2 separate regions of the Dromaius novaehollandiae genome follow, and region 2 is linked to region 1. The links are chromatin contacts, called in public Hi-C maps. All regions are on one chromosome and are shown on one strand. Each heading gives the region's core, a stretch centred on a gene start, on an enhancer-like site or on the middle of the called end of the contact. The rest is flanking DNA. Distances are from core to core; before and after follow the strand shown. Region 1 overlaps FILIP1 (filamin A interacting protein 1). Region 2 has its middle 13 kb from the start of SENP6.

The links. A called contact is a pair of places that touch in the nucleus more often than the background predicts.
Region 2: a Hi-C map of brain shows a contact between it and region 1, with 5 times the contacts expected there. The contact joins two enhancer-like sites. A contact is called at or near these places in 2 of 4 Hi-C or Micro-C datasets (brain and ovary).

What each region holds. Positions count from the first base shown.
Region 1 is chr3:35,343,185-35,348,319 of bDroNov1.hap1, reverse strand. The region is part of intron 5 of FILIP1 (filamin A interacting protein 1); the gene reads left to right. Among named protein-coding and RNA genes, the nearest start is that of TMEM30A, 51 kb to the right of the region's middle. Within about 2 kb of position 2,174, at least 2 of the 2 cell types and tissues checked have open chromatin away from gene starts, as enhancers often do.
Region 2 is chr3:35,433,748-35,438,882 of bDroNov1.hap1, reverse strand. No RefSeq gene overlaps it. Among named protein-coding and RNA genes, the nearest start is that of SENP6, 13 kb to the left of the region's middle. Within about 2 kb of position 2,827, at least 2 of the 2 cell types and tissues checked have open chromatin away from gene starts, as enhancers often do.

The DNA.
Region 1 (5,135 bases), core at 925-3,424:
TGAGACAGGGTGAGCTGGAGGAGGAATGGTCCTGTGGGAGGCCCATTTCACAGGAGCCTGGTACCACGAAAGCCATACTATGCAACAACTTCTGTCCTCACAGAATCTTACAAATCTTTCATAACCAGCATTGGCCGCACCAACTTTTAGAGGCCATATCTGCTTTTGCTGTCCCGTTTGAACAAGATAAAATGTGAAAGTCTTTAAGAGCAGAGAATATCCCTTGGTTCTAACCTCTTTCTAGTACTCATCTACCATATGTACTTTAGATTTTTTTTGCATATACTTTAATACATTAGCTCTAATCCATCCACGACAACATACATGAAAGTTAACAATCTCTGTTAGGGGCTAACTATTAGGCCAAGTTTGCACAGAGAGGAAGAAGTAACAGAAATGCATGACTTTTCAAGAATAATTAGACATGAAAAATATAGAAAAGAGAAAGTGCAACACAGGAGTATACAAAGTGTAGGCAGCTAGGAGGGGTAAACAGAGCGAGCAGCAGTCACCAAAGGGCTTGACTGTTGATGTTGGCTCTCCCAGATTTGTGCAAGTCAGTTGCAGAAAAAATCCGGATGTTACAGAAAAGCTATATAAGATGGTAATGACAGCCCTTTGCCAGAGGGAGTTGAAAGAAATCTGGTTGTTTTAGTAGAAGGTGCTTCTATAGACATAGTGGCCTAAGTGTTTTGCACATTTTCCTATAGTATGCTATGATAAAGCTGAGAACATTTTGAAAGGTAGGGATAGTATCTTCTATTTCTTACCGTTGGGCCAGTATTCCCCTTTTCCACATTTACCCACCTCAGCCACTATTTCTGTGCCATCACGGTCTCTTTCAGTGCTGTCCTTCTCTATCCTCCACTGCTCATCCTCTCTTGTTAACATTAACCAGCTGTCTTTTTTTATTTTCCTTATCTTCTTCCACGACTCTAATTGGCCATGCTGACTTTAATCAAGGCTGTTTGCACACACGGCTTCGGGAAGGCAGTCTAGCAGCCTGCTACGTTCCTCCAGACTGGTGAGGGAAAAATGACTTGCCTGCACCTCCCTGTGGCCAGTCCGCTGTGCCGTACGGGGAAGCGATAAGCTCGCAAGCTCTATGCAGGATGCGCTCTGCACGCGGAAGGGAGTTTGGGCCAGCCTCTTTCCTACATCCACAAAACGGCACGGCCAACCCCTTTTTTGATCTATGGTCTTTTGCACAGTAGCAGAAAAGCCCAGTAGATGACAAATGCAATGTGCCACCTTTGGCACCTGTCTGCCCCCCACCCTGGGAATGTAAAAGCAGATGTCTCCCTGCAACTCCTTGATGAGGCTCCGGAATAAGGAGAAGAGCTGGAAGCTCCAGGCTCCCCTTGGAGACCTTCGGTGGTGAATGGTGGGATAAGGAGTCTGTGGCTGGCACATGGAGAATAAGGGGGTCTGTGTGGAGCGGCAATGACAGCTTGGCTAGAAGTGGGCATCTAAAGGTGATACTGCAGCTGCAATGATTGAGTTAGTTCTCTCAGCACAGGCATCCTCCTGTTTTCTAGTCACACTTTCAGGAGCTCGCAGCATTAGCTTTGTCACCAGTTTGGCTGTAGCTAAATCAGTTATTGGCCCTTTTATACCCTGCCCCCCCCCCCAATCCTCTGTAAAGCAGGATTAGCATAAAGTGGTACTCAGTTATTCTCTATTCTGCCTAGTCCCAGCCTTCAGTCTTCTTCAGGAAACTGTAGGGACAAAAAAAGAAATCTTTAGAAGCAACTGTAAATGTTTTATTTGATCAGCAGAGCCCCTTTCTCCCAGTGTAATGGGGGAGGAGCTCTGTGTAACCTCAGTTCTTCTTTGAGCTCTTGGTGGACCTCAGAGACGAGGTTTCAAATTGTGAAATTTTTAGAGATGCTAATCTCTGAACAATTTGTCTTATACTCTTCTTTACATCCATTTTGTTGACAGCATATTTTGCTTCTATTTAAAAGCACTGGAAAGCTCCCATTGATTTTAATGGTTCAGAAACAGGCTTGTGGTGAGGACCACTGAGCCTAGTCCTGCAGGAGAACAGCAGAAATAGCCTGAAAGCCTGCTAAAATGGGAGGAGGAGGGAGCCTCCTTCATATGCCTGAGACATTGTTTGTGGACTACATGATGCGATGTGGCAGAAAGGCTTTATTGGAGCTTGTTAAGGGTGAGCTGTGCCACTGCTTTGTGTGTAATTTGATCATTTCCAGCATGATCCTTGAGACTGCTGAGAGTGTTTTACCACACTGCACAATATGTCAGTAAATACACACCCGCTATCTAATGTAAGTATCGTCTGTATGAATACATCTGTATTATGTACAGTCATGTTTTTATGTAAGACTTCAATGAAGTGATGAAGATTTTAAATTGGTTCTCGCTTTTCTTGCTGTAGCTTCAAATTATTCTTTGCAACCAAAGCAACAGTGTTCCCAGTGCACTGAAGCATTTCGCATTTTCCTCAAAGGCAGAGTTGGGGATTCATTCTGCACTTTCTAAGCAGTGCCCTGTGAAATCTGGTTTTAGTTAAGCCCTCTTTTTGAAGTATACGGCCATAATTAGATCTGCTTAGAGGAGACTGCAGGACTGTGACCCCAGAGCTTTTCTCCACAAAGTTTACTTTCAGACTTGGTGTAAAATTGTCTCCCCGGCGCCTCCCCCGGCACGGCACCCCCAGCAAGGAATGCACTGGCGAGGTCCTCAGTGGTCTGTGATAACACATTCCTCCCAGCTTTAGTCATCCTGGCACCGAGATGCTCTTGGCTGCTCTTCTGGTGATGTAATTTTGGGCCCGCATCACCTGCAAAGGAAACCGATCTGCAAGCAATAAAGCAGATAGCTGTCTTGAAACAAAAAATGAGAGTGTTGATGTTAGCAGGTTTTAAAAACTTCTTTTTTTTTTCCATTTCTGCTTTTATTAGCAAAGCTTCCCTTCTCCCTTTTCCCACGAGACGGCAGCACCAAGCCTTTCTTTGGGAAGTGCTTGCATTTGTTTCCCTTTTTTTAATGTTCTCAAGCAAATGTAGAGGCTGGAGTATGATATAGGTTAGAGATTTTGTGTGCGTTACCTTTCCAGTCTGCATTTTCTCTTGATTTTTATTGAGACTGTAAAATAAAAGCTCGCAGAAGGAGAAAAAGGCACAGTAGCCATCAGTCAATAACTTGTTTAGAGAATAATCTAGCCACAACTGCGAAGCACTCAGGGCCAATAAATCTGTGATTTACCAGTTTAAAGACAAATTCTGTGGTGAGAATATGAGAGATATTGGGGTGAAGTGTACAGTGCAAACATATAGCACAGACTTTGTCCTGTGATTATATAATTTGCTGTGATTCCCTTAAAGTCTGGACACTAAGTTACTTTACAAAAACATTTTCCCTGTTTTTTTGCTCCAAGACTTCTCAGCCATATTTGTACCTTTAGGTCTTTTCATTTGCTGTTCATTTCTCTGTCCTGGTTTCCAAACTGTGACCCAAAAAAAGGAAAAGCCAGCCCAGTGGGACTGTGGGAATTCACTGTTGCCTGCAGTAGTTACTCATCCTACCACACATTACCAGCCATAAGAAAGCACTGAGTCATTCTCTGTCTACTTTTCAGTATTGGCATTTCTGAACTTTTAATCTTTCAACGTAGAAGACAAGAGCAACAGATTATAAAAATTAAACAGTTTTTATTCTTTTCTTTTAGGCTGACATGCTATCTATACAGCTTGGAAACACTGTTTTTTTCTTTGTCAATGTAATGTATTCTTAGGATCACAGATCACAAATTCTGTGGTAGTCTATTAAAAGAAATAAATGAAAAAACCTGGCAATGACAAATACCATTTCTGAACAGTTCAGTAAATCTGCAGGTCATCCATTTTACAGGTCCTGTTTTACAGTTCTAGCTGACTGCAAGGCAGTGACTGTTCCCTGTAACTTGCTCCAAGTTTATGTTTTAGCTAATGATTCTGGTCCCAAGTTCCAACAAAACTGCTCCAGAGGTAATTTAAAAATGAGAGAACAAACAGCCACATCTAACTGTGGAGAAACATTATGAAAGTACTGTAAATCTTACACAATGTGATGCTAGCCATGAGCTGGGACTAATCCAAATCCATCTCTTCACGCTTGGATAGTCTTCAAAACTGTCCAGCCTTTCAGTCACTTCTGGGATTATATAAAATGGCATCATGTGTTGTTTCAGCTAGTCTTCCAAAATTATTTCTAAGTAGGCATCAGATATACAGCCCTTGAGAGAGAATTATTATACAGAAATGTATGTAGTTCATTATTCCTAGCAAGTTTGCTTGCTAGAATCATCAATTTAAATGCTCCCAGGGTCAAACAGGGGAAAAATTACTTCATTCAAAATCTACTCACGAACTCAAACTCTGTCCAAGGTGCAATAGGTAACAATTTTAATGTTAAAGCATTAACATGCTGTTAGCATATTTCAGAGTTATCATACTACTGAAATAAATATCAGTTCACAGCTCCATTAAAGCCATCTTTTTAGGTTGTCATTCTTTTAGGCAAAGAAAACAAGAACTGAATCAGGGTCATGTTGGGAAAATTGCTTCCTCATTCAGTAAGATTAGAACCAGGTTTCAGTAGAAGTGCCAGGTTTCACTGAAGTTCTGAAAATATTCAATAAATGCTTCTTATTTACAAGTATAAATATATGCAAATAATAGGCACTCAAGCTTGAACATGCTGGATATTTGTTCTATGTTTAAATGGAAGTTTACTTGTGCAGAAATGCACAAAATGATCCGTGAAGTATTATTTTGACATACCATTTTGCTTAATGCCCTAAAAATATTCTAGACCTGTTCTACCTGTTCAAATGGTTTTCACCAACATGTGGGAAGAAATTCAAGACTGCATCTGATTTGGGGGGTTATTTTGTCCCAATGAGCCTGTATAGAAACTAACCCCAAAAAGATATAATGACTTTTCTATCATTTTGTAAATCCCTTCTCATTTCTGCTAGGGACCCAGCTTCCTGCTCCTTATAGATATGAGAAGCTTCCTGAGGAGGTAAAACATAATTCAGGGTGATAGTAGAGAAGAGGCAGTAGTAGGAAGAAAACTGGGGGAGAAATGGATCCAATTGAATCTTTAGGTTTTGCATAACTGACTGA
Region 2 (5,135 bases), core at 1,578-4,077, 90 kb before region 1:
GGTTAGGCATTGCAGTTCAAAAGTTATAAAATTCTAAGTTTCTATTGGATCTAGATCAAGGTGATAAAATTGAGATCCCTGGTAATTCATCTAATACCCTTCAAATGCATTTTTGGAATTGGAAGTATTTTATATGACCTTGATACAAAATCCTGGCAAACCAGATGGCAATCGGTTAATTTGGAGAGGATTTTCAAAAAGAATAATATGATGAAGAAAAACAAGGAATAACATTGAGAGAAATACTCCCGATAGAAAAGAGAGAAATAACCATCCATTTTCTTAGCTGAGCTGTAGCATACATTTTCCATATTCAGTTTCTTTGTGAAAGGAATCTACAAAGAGGACCTGGGTAATGTTCTGACAGTTGTTAGCCACTGAGCAGGATACTGCTGGCATTCAACCACCTTGAGCTCTGAAGAAATCTGACACTCAGCAATTAGATGAGTGGCAAATCCCTGAAGTATCTGCTTTCTCATAATAATATATGGACAACAATGAGACAGTGTGTCCAAATAAAAGTGGGGAGCAGTCTGAAATATTGAATAATTCCCCTAAGAAATAATAACGAGGAACTATTCAACTAATATCCTCTTTCTGGCTCACAAGGATATTAGAAGGCAGTAATCATACTGTGCTAGGCTGGATTAAACTTTGTTGGAACTAGTTTATTTAACTGTAAACCTTCATTTAAAACAGTAGTGAGCAAAAGTTAAGCTTATTTTCACCCAAGCAAAAGGCAAATGCAAGAGATCTTAGGGATGTCAATACTCTGATTAAAGATCCCTCATCTAGGTATGGTTTTTAGGAAGGCACAGTGGGGAAATAGCTTGGAGGAAAATACAGAAGCAGTACATGGAAACATACTGGAAAAAGAGCTTGATAGTCTGAAGAGCACCGGTATGTGACCACAGGGGAAGTCCAGAGAGTGGGATTACATGTCACAGCACAGGCTAAAACAGTTTTTGGTGCTAAAAACAGCAAAACTCTTAAGGTATCTGAGTTCTCCTATATCCACGAAGGCAGAGCCTTGCAAATTTGCTTAAGGAAACAGAGTTGCTACAAGGATATTTGACTTCATTACCAATTTGTCCTCCTCGCTGAAACAGTTCAAAATATTTTCTAAATTGGGTCAACGTACCCTTAACTTACATTATAAAGTTCACAGATAACAGTCTATTATTTCCTTTTCTAAGACAGCAGTAACTGCAGCTTCTCACTCACTAAGAGCAGCACCCAGACATGGACACAGACCTGCGCGTGGAGAAAACGCTTGAGCTAACTGTAGGCTCAGACAAGGATCTCGCTAGCCCTACGGATCCACAAGCCAAAGCGTTGTTTCCTCATCAGTGTTTCAGGGGGTTGGGCTTTTTTTTAAAAAAAAACTTCACATATGGTACTTACGGGCTCGTGGCAACTGCCTGGTGAAAGGAGATTTCGAAACAGGGCAGCAAAACATCTTTCCTGCGTTGCCAAGGGAAAGGCCCATGTGTCCAGCGAGGAAGGAAAATCTTTGACGTTTGGGAAGAACTAAAAATGACGCTCCTGAAGCAGAAACGACGTTCACCCGCCAGAGAAACCTTTGGTGAGGTTCCCGGAGGCGATTCCTGCCCCGCTCCCTCTCTCAGTGCCTGCAGGAAAGCCCACGGCCGGCCAGCCGAGGAGAGCTGCTAGGGTGGGGTGCCGCCCGCCTCCCCCCCCGGCCCAATGGTCACCCCAACCGCTGCCGGCTCCGCGCCTGCCGGCCTCGCCGCCTGCCTCCGCGCCCGCACAAACCCTTCCGTGCAGGAACTTTTGGGTTGGGAGCAAGGAGTCGATGTGCTGGAAAAGGTGGAGCTGATAGAAGAAAGATACTCAGGCTGAGGGTACATAAGAGAGGACCAGGAGATGAAAGTCAAGCGTTCAGGTCCATCAGGAGGACCAATGTGTTTCAGAGAACTGGGCAATTTATTTAGGTAATTAAATATGAAGTTGGAAAATCAGCTTTGCCTTAGTTTGTGTTTTAGGAAACAGATGTGTAATATGGGTATAATACAATCTGTATAAAACAGGCTGATGTTTGTTAAACATGTGGGTGAAGTCAGATATTGTTAAGAACAAAACATATTATTATATATATAATTAATCACAATACGTACTCTGAGAGATCAGAGTTCTTTAATAATTTGTATTGTAAAAATAAAATTCCATTAGAGGTACCAGGCCAGGAGTCAGTATCTGAGCTCTTCACAACTTTTAATGCCCTAAAATTCTCCAGTGGCATTAAGAGATACAGTTCTCCTCCTCTGTAGGAACATAGCATGTACAGTGGGGTTCATCTTACTTGGCTTTAGATGCCTGCAGTACTGAAGTTGGCATCTGAGCTAGAGGTCTGGGCTTCTCTTATACTTAATGGAAATAAGCACTTGTAAGGTATGATTCATCTGAGATATTTTTACATGCCTACTTCAGAATGAGGTGAATTTCTCCCTCAAATCTCCTTTTTCTCTCCATGAACTGTAGAGTGGATCTAGATGTCTGTCTAGCTCAGATGTAGATTAGTGTAGGAGACTCTGTTTGGTGAGATGAATCCTATCCTGAGAGACTAACCAGAAAATTTAAACTGGCTTGCTGTCTTCCAGAGGAGCATTTGAATCACACAAACGTCCCTATTCTTAAACAGGGAAGTGCTGTATAATTTTATATCTCTATGCCTTGTCCTTTCCTCACTTATGTTTCTAGGCAAATTCTCTTATGTTTTTAGAGACTGGGCTACCATCAGAGTAACCTGTGCGGTGCGCTGTGAGTGGACACAGCCTTTCTGTGCCTGTGCTGAAATCTGATACAACCTCGAACTTCTGATATACTGGCCACGCAAGAGTGTGTTTGCTGAGCGCCCAGCCCAGTTTGCTACCGTGCCGTGTAGGAGCCTTGTTAGCTCTGGCATGGTGCTACGCTAACTGCACTCACATGTCTCGGTCAGCTCAAAAGATTGGCAGGGTGATCTGGGGCCTATCTAAAATACACCAAGTAGACAGAGCTGCAGAAAGTTTATAACCCTTTCATCTGCTTTTTTACAGCTGCACAGTCTGCTTGTCATCTGATTAGGATTATGATTGTGTGATGGCATAGATCATGGCATATAAATAAAATAGAAAATACCTAATGATGTCTTGGAATGGGTAAATCTATAGATTTTTTTCTTCTATGTGATCTACTTGAGTAAACAACTCTAAAGAAAAGAATGTCCAGTCTTCTAGATAGTGAGAGCCAAAATTTGATGTTACACCAGTGTGAGTTAACAAGTAACTCAACAACAGCTATTTTAAACTTGCAATCAGAGTCACTGAGATTAAAGGATGGCCTTTACTGAGCAAAAGATATGATGTACTACAGTCAGCAGGGTGTACTAATGCTGACATTCCCCAGTGGGATGCCCATTACAAGAATACTGAGTCAGTCCCTCCGGGAAATTCAAGTGAGAACTTCACCTCATAGAGTCTGTATCATATAGTGATCTGAATCTGTGATCATTGTATCCATAATATTCTTCCCTCTTTTTCTTAGCTTTATCACCTGCTGTGAAAACAGCTGTATGACATATTCTCTTAACTGCTGCATTATGTGCTGGGAACAGGGAACTCACAGCATTCTTATCCTCTGTCTCACACAGGCATCATTTTACTTGTGGAAGCAGCATCTTTAATCAGTTTTAGTTAGGGTTTATCTCTTCTGTCATCTCCAGAATGAAAATTTCTTCATAACTTTTTCATCTTGTGAAATGATGTAGTTATGGCAATACCACTTTATAGTGCTGACCTATGCATTTGATGAAGATAATTACAATGTTTTAAGCAAGCATAACAATTTATAGACTACTTGTCCATGCATCAGAGTGAAGTTGACCACTGTCCTTCTGCAAGTGATTTACAATGTAAATTAAAAGATTATATTTTTTTGATTTTTCATTCCCTTATAAAGCTGAAACTGAAGAAGGACTCTCAAGTTTTTGAGGGCACTTTCTAATTACTGAGCTGAAGAACAGCTCTTATAAATGGCCATAGATAGGCAGCCTTGGTTTTCTAAACTATGTACGTGCAGTAGTGAAAGAACAGGTGCCCTTGTAAATGACTTTGTTGCCTTGTCAAATTATTCTTTTAGAAACTATGTTTTCAAAGTCAAGTAAATTGCACCTGAAAATATTTCAGTTTTAGGAACCTAGGCTTGACCAGATTGTGCCACTAACATCTTTTTGTTTACAAAACAACCTAAAACTATCTTGAGAGTCTTAACCTTAAAAATAGGCTAAACTAACTATAGAAAGTATGCATTGACATTTCACTCTTCAGAACACTTTACAAATCTTATAAAGTGTTTTTCCACTTTCATATCATTGAACTCCATGATAGAAGAAGCAGCAATGTTAAGATGAAAATAGCCCAAGTTAATTTAAGACATCAGCAGGTATAGCACTATTGATGACAGAGCTCTTCTATGGCTGGCACTTAGTAGGTGCTTTTTAGTGGACTTTTAGCAGACTGCATTTAGTGAGGCTGCTTTCTCACAACAGCATCAAAAAGCTTAGGCCAACTTTCATTTCAGTTTCACTTCCTGAATTCTCAATCAATTTTTTTAATATAAGTACTCCAGGATTTTATTGATCTAACATTTTTTCTTAGTCTGTCACAAGGGGGCAGATTAGTACTGTTCAAGTTTATCAGTTTATTCTAATAGTCAGCAGTAGCCATCTACAAAAGAAGACATGTTCGGACTGATCATCTGAGAAATCTTGAAATGCCTTGTTGCATACGGTTTGATTTTCTTGTCGATATTGAATGATGAGGTTTTTATTTAAATATTTCAATCACAGAATGAATGCTTGCTCTGTGAGACTGGACTTGCCAAATATTTTTTGTAGCTTTTTAATTCAAGAATTAAAATTAAAAATATAGTACAATGGATTCTCCACTCCACTTCTCTCACTACTCATGTAGTGTTCAGTCAACACATTGCAAATGGTTAGATATTGTCACTTTTATAACTTTTATAATGTATAAATGCAAATGGAAAACATATGATTCATTAAAGCTTATTTCCAAAACTTCTAACTCTTTCACAGTTTCTGGTACTCATGTGATAATTGTGTGCAGTACCTC